2 separate regions of the Callithrix jacchus genome follow, and region 1 is linked to region 2. Evidence: chromatin contacts called from public Hi-C data. All regions are on one chromosome and are shown on one strand. The core of a region is the stretch at or near the end of the contact, and the rest is flanking DNA. Distances in the headings are between cores, read along the strand shown. Region 1 overlaps KIAA1217 (KIAA1217 ortholog). Region 2 overlaps KIAA1217 (KIAA1217 ortholog).

Evidence for each region. Hi-C and Micro-C count contacts between places; a contact is called where the count stands out from the background.
Region 1: a contact with region 2 is called in a Hi-C map of skeletal muscle, with 2.9 times the contacts expected there. The contact joins two enhancer-like sites. A contact is called at or near these places in 2 of 3 Hi-C or Micro-C datasets (both in skeletal muscle).

Annotation. Positions count from the first base shown.
Region 1 is chr7:24,917,648-24,922,859 of calJac240_pri, reverse strand. KIAA1217 (KIAA1217 ortholog) reads right to left here. Exons shown (of 24, transcript XM_009000044.5): 14 at 1,471-1,601; 15 at 1-109. The region is part of intron 2 of LOC118143166 (a long non-coding RNA gene); the gene reads left to right. Among named protein-coding and RNA genes, the nearest start is that of ARHGAP21, 200 kb to the left of the region's middle. Within about 2 kb of position 3,264, at least 1 of the 16 cell types and tissues checked has an H3K27ac peak or open chromatin away from gene starts, as enhancers often do. A contact at or near this core is called in skeletal muscle, where this site is marked.
Region 2 is chr7:24,786,391-24,792,040 of calJac240_pri, reverse strand. The region is part of intron 7 of KIAA1217 (KIAA1217 ortholog); the gene reads right to left. Among named protein-coding and RNA genes, the nearest start is that of ARHGAP21, 330 kb to the left of the region's middle. Within about 2 kb of position 4,035, at least 5 of the 16 cell types and tissues checked have an H3K27ac peak or open chromatin away from gene starts, as enhancers often do. A contact at or near this core is called in skeletal muscle, where this site is marked.

The DNA.
Region 1 (5,212 bases), core at 2,015-4,514, 130 kb before region 2:
CGCTTCAGGAGACTGTCCAGCTTGTGTGGCTCCTCCTTCAGAAACCGCACGGCCTCCACTTCTATGCGCAGGATTGCTCGCATCTTGTTTTGCAAGGTTGGAAATTCTCCTGCAGGCCCAAACCAGCAGGTGAGTTGGAGGAGAAAAAGCCAGAACAACCACCTCATCCCACGCTCCGATGCTGGACAGAGAGATGCCGAGTTCACAGGCCACAGGGCGGCTCGCATATCTCCAGGTGGCAGTGGCTTAGAGCACAGAACACTGGACAGTCCCCTTGGGTAAGAGCAAAAGCTCTTCTAGACCTGTTTCCTGTCTGTGTATTTGGGATAAAGCCAATTGACCCTTAGGGTTATTATTACTTTTTCATTTGACGGATTGATGAGGTCTTACTCTGTCATTCAGGCTGGAGTGCAGTGGTGTGATCAGAGCTCACTGGAGCCTCAAACACCTGGGCTCAAGCAATCCTCTTGCCTCAGCCTCCTGGATAGCTGGGATGATTTAGGTGCTGCACTCCCCCATGCCCAGCTAATTAGTTTTTTTTTTTTTGAGATGGAGTCTTGCTTTGTCACCCAGGCTGGAGTGTAGTGGCACAATCTTGGCTTACTGTAACCTCTGTCTCCTGGGTTCAAGAAATTCTCCTGCCTCAGCCTCCTGAATAGCTGGGACTACAGGTGTGCGCCACCATGCCCAGCTAATTTTTGTGGAATTACAGGCATAAAGACACTGCACCTGGCAAAAAAAATCTTTTTTTCTTTTTTTAGGGATGGGGCCTTGTTATGTTGCCTCGGCTGGTCTTGAACACCTGGCCTCAGGCAATTCTCCTGCCTTGACCTCCCAAAGAGCTAGGATTGCAGGTGTGAACCACTATGCCTGGCTATAGGTTTTTTGTTTATTTTTTGGAGACAGGGTCTCACTCTGTTACCCAGGCTGCCAGGCTGGAGTGCAGTGGTACAAGAATGGCTCACCACAGCCTTGCCCTCCCAGGCTCAAGAGATCCTACCACTTCAGTCTCCTGAGTATCTGGGACCACAGGCATGCACCACTATGCCCAGCTAACTTTTTTATTTTTCTTTTGTAGAGATGGGGGGGGGGTCTCTCCATGTTGCCTAGGCTGGTCTTGAACTCCTGGGCTCAAGTGATCCTCCCTCCTCGTGTTTCTGATTAGTTTGGCATGTGCAACCCGTGCAAGAGCCTCGCAACCGTGCAACCCGTGCAAGAGCCTCGCAAATAGAAACTGTTACGAGAATCATTTTGTGTGAAATCTTATAACACCCACTATCTTATCAGCTCTAAGAAGATGGAGATGTTTGCCTACTTTGTGCTGTGAGTTATCCCAAGTACCCAGAACAGTACCTGGCATGCGAAGGTGTTTAGTAAATAGTTACATGAATGAATCCTTCTTTATGTGACACACTTTTAAACACCCCAGGAAAGGAAGTTCAGACTCCTCACCCCTAGCAGAAAGCTTACCTTTCAGGGTAGCTACAGCCTCTCCCACTTGACGCAGGAGGAAAGCCCCATCTTCCACGTCTTTCAGAGTAACTGCTCGGCTGGCTGATGTGGAGTCCTTCTTCAAGTCTTCAACAAATTCTTCCAACTCACTGCGGGAGAAAGGACACCAGCACGTAAAGGTGAACATGAGGCCTCACAGGGGAAGTGCAGGGGCCAAGTGCCCATCTCAGCCTCTGATTCTGTACAGTGCCCCAGCCCCTCCCCTGCCTTTCACATGGAGGGGCAGGTGCTCATCTTGGCACAGTGGCTTGGAACATTTTGCAGTGGTGTGGGGCAGGTACAAGGAGGGTTTTCCAGGGAATCTTCTACATTGGCCCAAGGGATGATTGTGCCTGGCTAACAGAGGACTCAGTCTTTATATTCAGTGGATGGATAGGTGGGGTGGGGGAAAAAGGGGAGGGGGAGGGAGGGAGGGAGGAAGGGGGGGGGAGAGAGAGAGAGAGAGAGAGAGAGAGAGAGAGAGAGAGAGAGAGAGAGAGAAATAGACCGACCTGCGGTGCAGCAAAATGAGCAGCCCATATTAGTTAATATCAGGCTTCTCGACTTTGGCATTTGACATTTTGGGGCCGCGTAGTTCTTTGTTGGGGTGTGGGAAACCTGTGCATGGTGGGATCTTTAGCAGCACCTTTGGCTTTCATCAACTAGATGCCAGTAGCAACTTTACCAACCCCAGCTTGTGACAAACCAGAATGTTTCCAGACCCAGACACTGTCCAGTGTCCCTGGGGAATGGGGAGCAAAGCTGCCCCTGAATGAGAACCTCTGGTTTACACTGACTGTCCCATCAACAAGGACGAACTTTCTTCTCCAAGCTTCCAAGAGAAGAATGACTGCAGAAAATAAAAATGACGACAGATGTAGTGTCTGTGGATAGAGGGGGATGCTAGCTCTAAGAGAAGAGCTCGAGGTCTCACCCTTGAGAAAACAACCATCTCCTTGGGTGCATTATTAACCCCATCCTAAACACCTATAAATCTACGAAGAGAAAATCTCTCAAGGAAACAAGGAAAAAGAACTTTCAAGGCCGGGTGCGGTGGCCCAAGCCTGTAATCTCAGCACTTTGGGAGGCCGAGGCGGGTGGATCATGAGGTTAAGAGATCGAGACCATCCTGGTCAACATGGTGAAATCCCGTCTCTACTAAAGATACAAAAATTAGCTGGGCATGGTGGCCCGTGCCTGTAATCCTAGCTATTCAGGAGGCTGAGGCAGGAGAATTGCCTGAACCCAGGAGGCGGAGGTTGCGGTGAGCCGAGATCGCGCCATTGCACTCCAGCCTGGGTAACAAGAGCAAAACTCCGTCTCAAAAAAAAAAGAAAAAAAAAAAAAAAAAAAAAAAAAAAGAACTTTCGGAAATGCAAACCACTAGGGGGCAGTAGCTGAACAGCGATTCCACCTCCTGGAGCCCAGAGTGCGCAGCCAGAAACAGCAAGAGAAAAAGAAACGCATGGTGTCATCTGCAAACAGATGGCCCTCAAAGGCCCCTTTCACTTAGGTGGGCAAGTGGATGGAGCTCAGGATCGCATGGCAGCTGCGGGAGGGGTTCAGGCAGGATGCCACATGTGTTCAACAGGATCCGAGGGAAGATGACAAATTCCTCCCTTGCAAGAAGTGGGATGGAGTTTTTGGTGTTGCCTTTCGTTCTGCTATGAAAAATCAACCAAAATTGCTTGTGGCCATTTCAGATGAAATGATGCTACTTCAGGACCAGAGGGGGAAAGCCTCATCTGCCCACTGTCCACGTGTGTGAACTATGGAAAGGGGTCCAATGTCCTGTGAGCCCACCCATGGGAAACTTCCTACAGCTAATGCATTCTTGACATGAAGAGATTGTGCTACCCCATGGAAGGGCTCTGAATATGGTAACATCACGTGGAAAAGTTCTTTTCCATTGCATGACCAAACAGAATGACTTCCCTGCATTGACCCGACACAGTGTCCAGTCTTGCAAAGCTTTGCTGGAAGAGCTAAGATCCAAATATTATCCTGGTTCCGTTAACAACCAGCATGTCTGTCAGTGTGTAATTAATACTTCAAGAAGCTGTCATCTGACTCAGAGTCAGTCTACCTAGAATTCTGCTGTCATCTCTTCTACACAATATGCTTCTTGGGCTTCATAACCCTGCACACAGAGACTCTTAAATGTCACAGCTTTATGGAATGTACAGAAATGTATACTGACATGACTGTATACAACCATGCCACCTCTATGCAAATGTTTGTGATACTTACCTTAGATAAAACACTACAAATCAAATTTGTTAATTCAAACATTAAAAGAGACATGGGGCTAAAATGAATGCTGGAAATACATTTTTAACATGGTGATCAGTAAGACTTTTGAAATATCAACTACACACCACAGAATGTCAAATAGTCACAGATGAGAGTTTATAGCATTCTATTTGTTTAAATTGCTTTTCATCCTAGCTTTTTAAAAAGCAGAACATAGTTTGTTGGAATATATTTCCTGACTATTATTAGAAGACCAATTATTATTTTCATGTAGAAATTATCTAGACCCAATTTCTTTTCATAGTTTTATTTTTTGCAGACAGAGTCTCTCTCTGTCACCCAGGCTGGAGTGCAGTGGCCTGATCTTAGCTCACTGCAACCTCCATCTCTCTGGATCAAGTGATTCTCTTGCCTCAGCCTCCTGAATAGTTGGGATTATAGGTACCCACCACCATGCCTGGCCAATTTTTGTATTTTCCGTAGAGATGGGGTTTTGCCATGTTGGCCAGGCTGGTCTCGAACTTCTGACCTCAAGTGATCCACCCACCTCAGCCTCCCAAAATATTGAGATTATAGGCGTGAACCACCATGCCTATAATCTCAGCCCTCATCTCTTCATAGTTTTAGACCCAAATATTATCTCTCTGTCTTCTGAATGGCTCCCAGTAATTCAACCTAACATGCTCCACAAGAAGATTTATATTCTAGGGCCTGGAAGAAGAAGAAGGAGGAGAAGGAGGAAAAGGAGAACGAGGGAGAGGGGAAGGAAAGAGAGATATTGCTGTTCTGATATTTCAGAGTTGAAATTTCTGGCTTTTTAAAAATAAGCTCTTTTTAAATATCAATACACAACAGATGTGAATTTTGGGGTACTTGTGATAATTTAGTACATGTAATTTGTACAGATCAAATCAGTGTACTTGGGCTATCTGTCACCTTAAATATTTGTCTTTTCTTCATGCTGGAAACATTCTAGTTCTTCTCTTCTAGCTATTTCCAGCTGTCTTTTATAAACTGCTCTCTTGCCATTCAGACCTATCCATCCAATCAGTTAACCTACTTTATATCATAGAATGAAATTTACACTACTATTATTAAAAGGATATGTGTGTACATAGATGTGTTTAACTTTTTTTGAGGCAGGGTTTTGCTCTGTGACCCAGGCTGAGGTGCAGTGGTGCAATCATGCAGCCTTCATCTGTCAGGCTGAAGCCATCCTCCTACCTCAGCCTCCTGAGTAGCTGGGACCACAGGTGTGTGCCACCATGCCTGGCTAGGGTTTATTTTTATTCTTAATTTTTATTTTGTAGACATGAGGTCTCCCTAGGTTTCTATATTGCCCAGGCTGGTCTTGAATTCCTGGGCTCAAGTGATCCTTCCCCTGACAGCCTCCCAAAGTGCTGGGGTTACAGGCATGAGCCACTGCACCTAGCCAAAAGGATATATATTTCAAAAGGTGTTTTAAAGA
Region 2 (5,650 bases), core at 2,786-5,285:
GACAACACAGTGAGACCCCATTTCTAAAATAAATTAAAAATAGAAAGATTATCTGGGTATGGTGTACCTGTAGTCCCAGCTACTCAGGAGGATAAGGTGAAAGGATTGCTTGAGTCAGGGAATTCAAGGCTATAGTAAACTATGTTTGTGCCACTGTACTCCAGCCTGGGCAACAGAGCAAGACCCTGTCTCTAAATAAATAAAATATAGATTTTTGAATATTGAAGAAATAACTGTTCACATTCAGACAGTCTCACATTAGTCTTACAGTCATTGCCCCCTCTTTGTTTTCATCTTTAGAAATAGACAATTCCTCAATTCCTTTGCCCTGACCTCCTACTCAGCCTCGCATGTACACAGGATGGAAGATTCTGGCAATTATGAGCCTTCTTTTCCTTAAATCCCTATAGGAAATGGATGATAAGCATCCAAGTTAATCAAGTTGAAATAAAAGAACAGCCACATTAATACTCAATAATTCACCCCCTCTGGGGAACCTTCCCCCTAACCAGTTTAAAATCCTCCTAGGCCATTTAAGGTCGTTTTTGCTTTTTAAGTCTGAGTGTTTAAGAGGCAGTTTGTTACAGAAATGGGAACACCGCTGGCTGCTGGGCTGGTCAGTGAGGTCTCTTTTCTAAAGCTATGCATTCAGATTACGGTCAACAAAGGAATCTGTCTGCATCAAGAAGTTGCTGCTGTTGTTCCTGTTTTCACATGAGTTTTATTTTCAAATTCCTGAGGGCTCACAGAAGAGTGGGAACGTCTTGTGGCTACCCTTTCCCCAAAGGCCGACTACGCAGCGGCCAGACACCAGCCCCCGCCCACGGTCACATGCCAGATCATTTCTAAGACAGCACCATGATTAAAAAGAAACTACTCCATCATTAAGACTCCAGACCCAATATCAGCAGGACAATTTTTCATGGAAATTATTCTACAACCAAATTCTACTGGAAGGCGGTTTTCACTTTACTTTTTTAGGCTTCCTTTCTCCTGGTCTGCTCCATTTTCACTGAAGAAAGAATAAAGGAGAAGGGGCATCAATTCCACTGAAAAGAATTGCAGTGGGGCTCTGGATGAGAGGAAAGGCCAGGGAAAGCACCATTCTGGGGCAGTAAAGATTTAGACACATCCGTTGTTGGAATCTGGTGATGGGATAAGTCAGCGCTGCTCAATCCATCAATTCCTTCTTTACCTTTCTGCTTTGTAAATCCCTAGGCTCTCAGCCTCAGAAAGGATTCAGGTGTTGCTGGCATTGGCTCTGCCTGAAGTCAAAATGCTTCTCCCAAATGAGAAGTAGATGCCTTGCATCCAGCACAGCACCCAAGGGAGACCATCACACAGACTCCAATGACGTGTAAGATGGTCCAAAACACATCTACTGTTCCCCATTCTCTCTCTTGCCTGTCTGCTAACTGCATCTGTGAAATGCACCATGCTCAGCCTTCCTGCATTTCTCCCAGCTTCCAAATACACTGAAACAATAGAAATGAGGAATTATTCGAGTGGAGAAACTAAGAGGCAGGCAGGTTTATCTCCAGGCACAGGCAGCCTGAAGTGAGGGAAGATTTCCTCTCACCTCAGGAGCCGGAGTGGTGTGAGGATTCCATCTTGTCCTGGCTCCACCCTCAAGGTGTCCAGGCCTCACCTTTCTGTGCTGCCTGAGCTGGGGAAGGACTCCACTGACAAATGGTGGCACCATGTAGAGTACAGGCCGGGGGAACTGGGCTTTCCTCACTCTCCTTACTCCAGGCTCTGTGGTTGGGGGCCGGCAGTAACAGTATCTAACACTCCTGGAATGACATGAGGGGCTGGCACTGGGGTGAGGTCAGCAAGGCACATACTTTCAGTGCAAAATTTGAGGGTCTCCCAAAAGCTCAGTGATCATGATAAAGTTTTTGTGCAATATTAAAAAAAAAATCAAAATTAATGCAATAATCCATGACAAAACAAAACAGAGACTTCCCATGTAATCCAGCAATCATGTTCCTTGGTATCTACCCAGAGGAGCTGCAACGTATGTTCACACAACTACCTGTATGTGAATGTTTACAGAGCATTATTTATAACTGCCAAGACTTGGAAGCAACTACAATATCCTTCAGAAGGTGAACAGACAAATAAACTGTAGTAAATCCGGACTATAGAATATTATTCAGTCTGGGTGTGGTAGCTCGCACCTGTAATCCCAGCACTTTGGGAGGCTGAGGTGGGCAGACTGCTTGAGCCCAGGAGTTTGAAACTAACCTGGGCATAAGACCAAACCCCGTAGGTACAAAAAATTAGCCAGGCATGGTGGTGCATGTCTGTAGTCCCAGCTATTCAGGAAGCTGAGGTGGGAGAATCACCTATGCTTGAAATTGCGGCTGCAGTGAGTTGTGACTGCACCGCTGTGCTCCAGCCTGGGTGACAGAAGGAGACCCTGTCTCAAAACACAATACAAGAGAATGCAATAAAACCCTCAGATAATTGAGGTGTGAAAAAGAAATGAGCTATCCAACCATAAAAAGATAAGGAGAAAATGTAAATGCATATTGTTAAGTGAAAGAAGTCAATCTGAAAAGGCTACATGCTGTGGGATTCCAACTATAAGACATTCTGTAAAAGGCAAAACTATGGAGACAGTGAAAAGATGAGTGGCTGGCGAGTGGTCAGCCAGGAGGAAGAGATGAACAAGCGGAGCATGGAGGATTTTTAGGGCAAGTGAAACCATTCTGTATAATACCATAACGGTGGCTACACATCCTGACCTTTGTCCAAATCCATAGAATGTACAACACCAAGGGTGAACCCCAGTGTAAACTATGGACTCTGGGTAATATCAATATGTCGGTCTCATTTCATTGATGGTAACACATGTACCACTCTAGTGGGGGATGCTGATCATGGAGGAGGCTGTGCATGCCTGGAGGCCAAGGTGTGTGCGAACTGTCTGTACTTTCTGCTCAATCTTGTTACAAACCTAAAAACTTGCTCTTAAGAAATAAAATGAGGCCGGGCGTGGTGGCTTACGCCTGTAATCCCAGCACTTTGGGAGGCTGAGACGGGTGGATCATGAGGTCAAGAGATCGAGACCATCCTGGTCAACATGCTAAAACCCTATCTCTACTAAAAATACAGAAAATTAGCTGGGCATGGTGGCGTGTGCCTGTAATCCCAGCTACTCAGGAGGCTGGGGCAGGAGAATTGCCTGAACCCAGGAGGTGGAAGGTTGTGGTGAGCCGAGATCGCGCCATTGCCCTGCAGCCTGGGTAACAAGAGCGACACTCCGTCTCAAAAAAAAAAAAAAAAAAAAATTTAAAAAACCCCATGATGAACGAACCATCAACATTTTAAATAAAGGCAAGATCAACACGACTTCACGGGAGAACTTAAACGCTGTGGACTGAGATACAGTGACAATGTACAGATCCCAAAAGACATCCAGGGCTTCCAGATGGCATCAACAGCAAGTTTTCAGGGGGGTCACAGCTCAAAGCATCCAGTCTGCATCTCTGAGGTCCCATGGAGTTGCAGCTGTGCTTCTGGGCCACCCAGGTGCTGGGAGACACCCCAGCACATGGCCGGGGCTCTCTGGGGAACACTGTTTATCCCAGGAGCCAGTGCGTTTGTGTGTTAAATAAGGCCAGGCAGGCGGGAATTTCCCAAAGACTAATGCTGAGCAAGGCCGTTGGGAGGGAGACTGTATCTGCACTTGCTGTGACTCACATTTTCCTCTTTATTTCCCATCCAGGCTCAACTGGATTACGCCATCAGGGCCAGGTGCGGCTGGAGGGACATTCCCCAGTCGGCCACAAAGGGGCGGTCAAGGGCAACATCAGCCCAGCTGGCCCAGGGCCAGCCTCATTTTCTGGAACCAGAGCTTCCCTTCACTTTGGCAAGAAACTTCTCATTTCTCTCCTCTCCTCTTACCGTGTTCCTTTGTTTCTATCCAGGAGTAGTGAAAAATTACAAGCCCAAAAGCCCCTCACAGGGAGGGCAGAATAAACAGGTGAGATGCATTTCTCAGCCTGCTGTGACAGCACACCGGCACTCTACAGAGAAGGATGCCGAGGAAAACGGGGGCAATTTGCAGAAGACGGCCTCCCCCATGCGAAAACACTGCCACCCTCAGCCATTCTTCAGGCAAGCCGGCCCCAGTTCCTGCAGCCTCTCTGCCCCAAGGCTTGGTTCCTGAACCCAGCAAGTCTCAACCTGCACTGCCAACTGTTCTTGGCTGCAAAGGAAATTCCTGCCTTTAAGACAAAAGATCCATTATCCAACAGAATCAAAGTTCCCCAGGTATGGGGAAAGGCGGGTAGGCATTTATTCTTATCTTTGTTTTGGTTTGCAGGGCAGAGGTTATCTTTACAGAGACCGGAGCTTCACTCATTTCCTCCAAAGCACAAAGGAGAAATCCCACTCCTTGTCTGGCTCCTGACTCAGTGTGAGTGGAGTTAAGAAAACACAAGTTTCAGGCCAGGCATGCTGGCTCACACCTATAATCCCAGCATTTTGTGAGGTCAAGGTGGGAGGATTACTTGAGTCCAGGAGTTCCAGACCGGCCTGGGCAACATAGTGAGAACCATCTCTACAAAAAGTAAAAAATTAGCTAGGCATTGGGGTACATGTTTGTAATCCCATCCTACTCGGAAGGCTGAGGTGGGAGGATCCCTTGAACCTGGGAAGTCGAGGCTGTCATAAGTCGTGATCACGCCACTACACTCCAGCCTGGGTGACAGAGCAAAACTCTGTCTCAAAAAGAAAAGAAACCACAAATTTCTTGAATCCAGATAGAAAGCCCCAGCCTGGTGATGGTGTGGAAGGCTGTGTCATCTTGACGCTACCTTGGCCCACAGTGCTCCTTGGTGTGTCCCTTCCCTGCGTGTCCTTGTGCCTTCATTAGTAAGATGATGTTAATGGGAAGTGGAGCCCTGGACTTCCCACTGCTGCCATTTAATTAACTGTGTGAGCTCGAACAAGCAACCACACCACATCAACAAAAAGCACATTGTCTGTGATCTTCTCTCATTTATAAAATGAGGATTCTAGATTACTAACCTAAGGTCAAGTATACAAAATGTAATGTTAGCTATTAACATTGATAACACAAATAATAAGAAAGTTGTGGTTTCTGTTTAGGACAGCTAGGACAATGTCTGAATCCAGTCTGTGTGGGTCATCATCTGCAGCGAAGGAAATAGAATCAGGTCCCTTCTCTCGCAGCTATCTTCTTTCTTCTTTCAATAAGACATTTGCTCAGTTTTACATGGCAGAGTTCAGCTGTCTCTTGCACGTGCCAGACTCTGAAGGCTTTTGCATGTTGACCCTTCTCCTGTCCCCTCTTAGCCCCAAGCCCATCTGTCTACAAACACAAGTACCCAAATCAGAACCTTAACATGGCAGTGAAGCATAAGCAATATCTGCCCAGTTGACACAGAGGTCTAAATCCTCATGACTTGTCCATTTCATTAAAGGGCCAAAAAAAAAAAGAAATTAAAAAAGTAAAGCAAGATAGAAAGTGAAATTTCATACAAAAACAGGGAATGGTATATGGAAAAAGCATAAAAAGAATCCTTTTGCCTTTCAGAAAAGCTGTGTACTCCACAAACCAAGCCCCTCTATCCTTTCACGCGGTAGTGGGAACAGCCTCGGGTTTGTGGTTCTTATG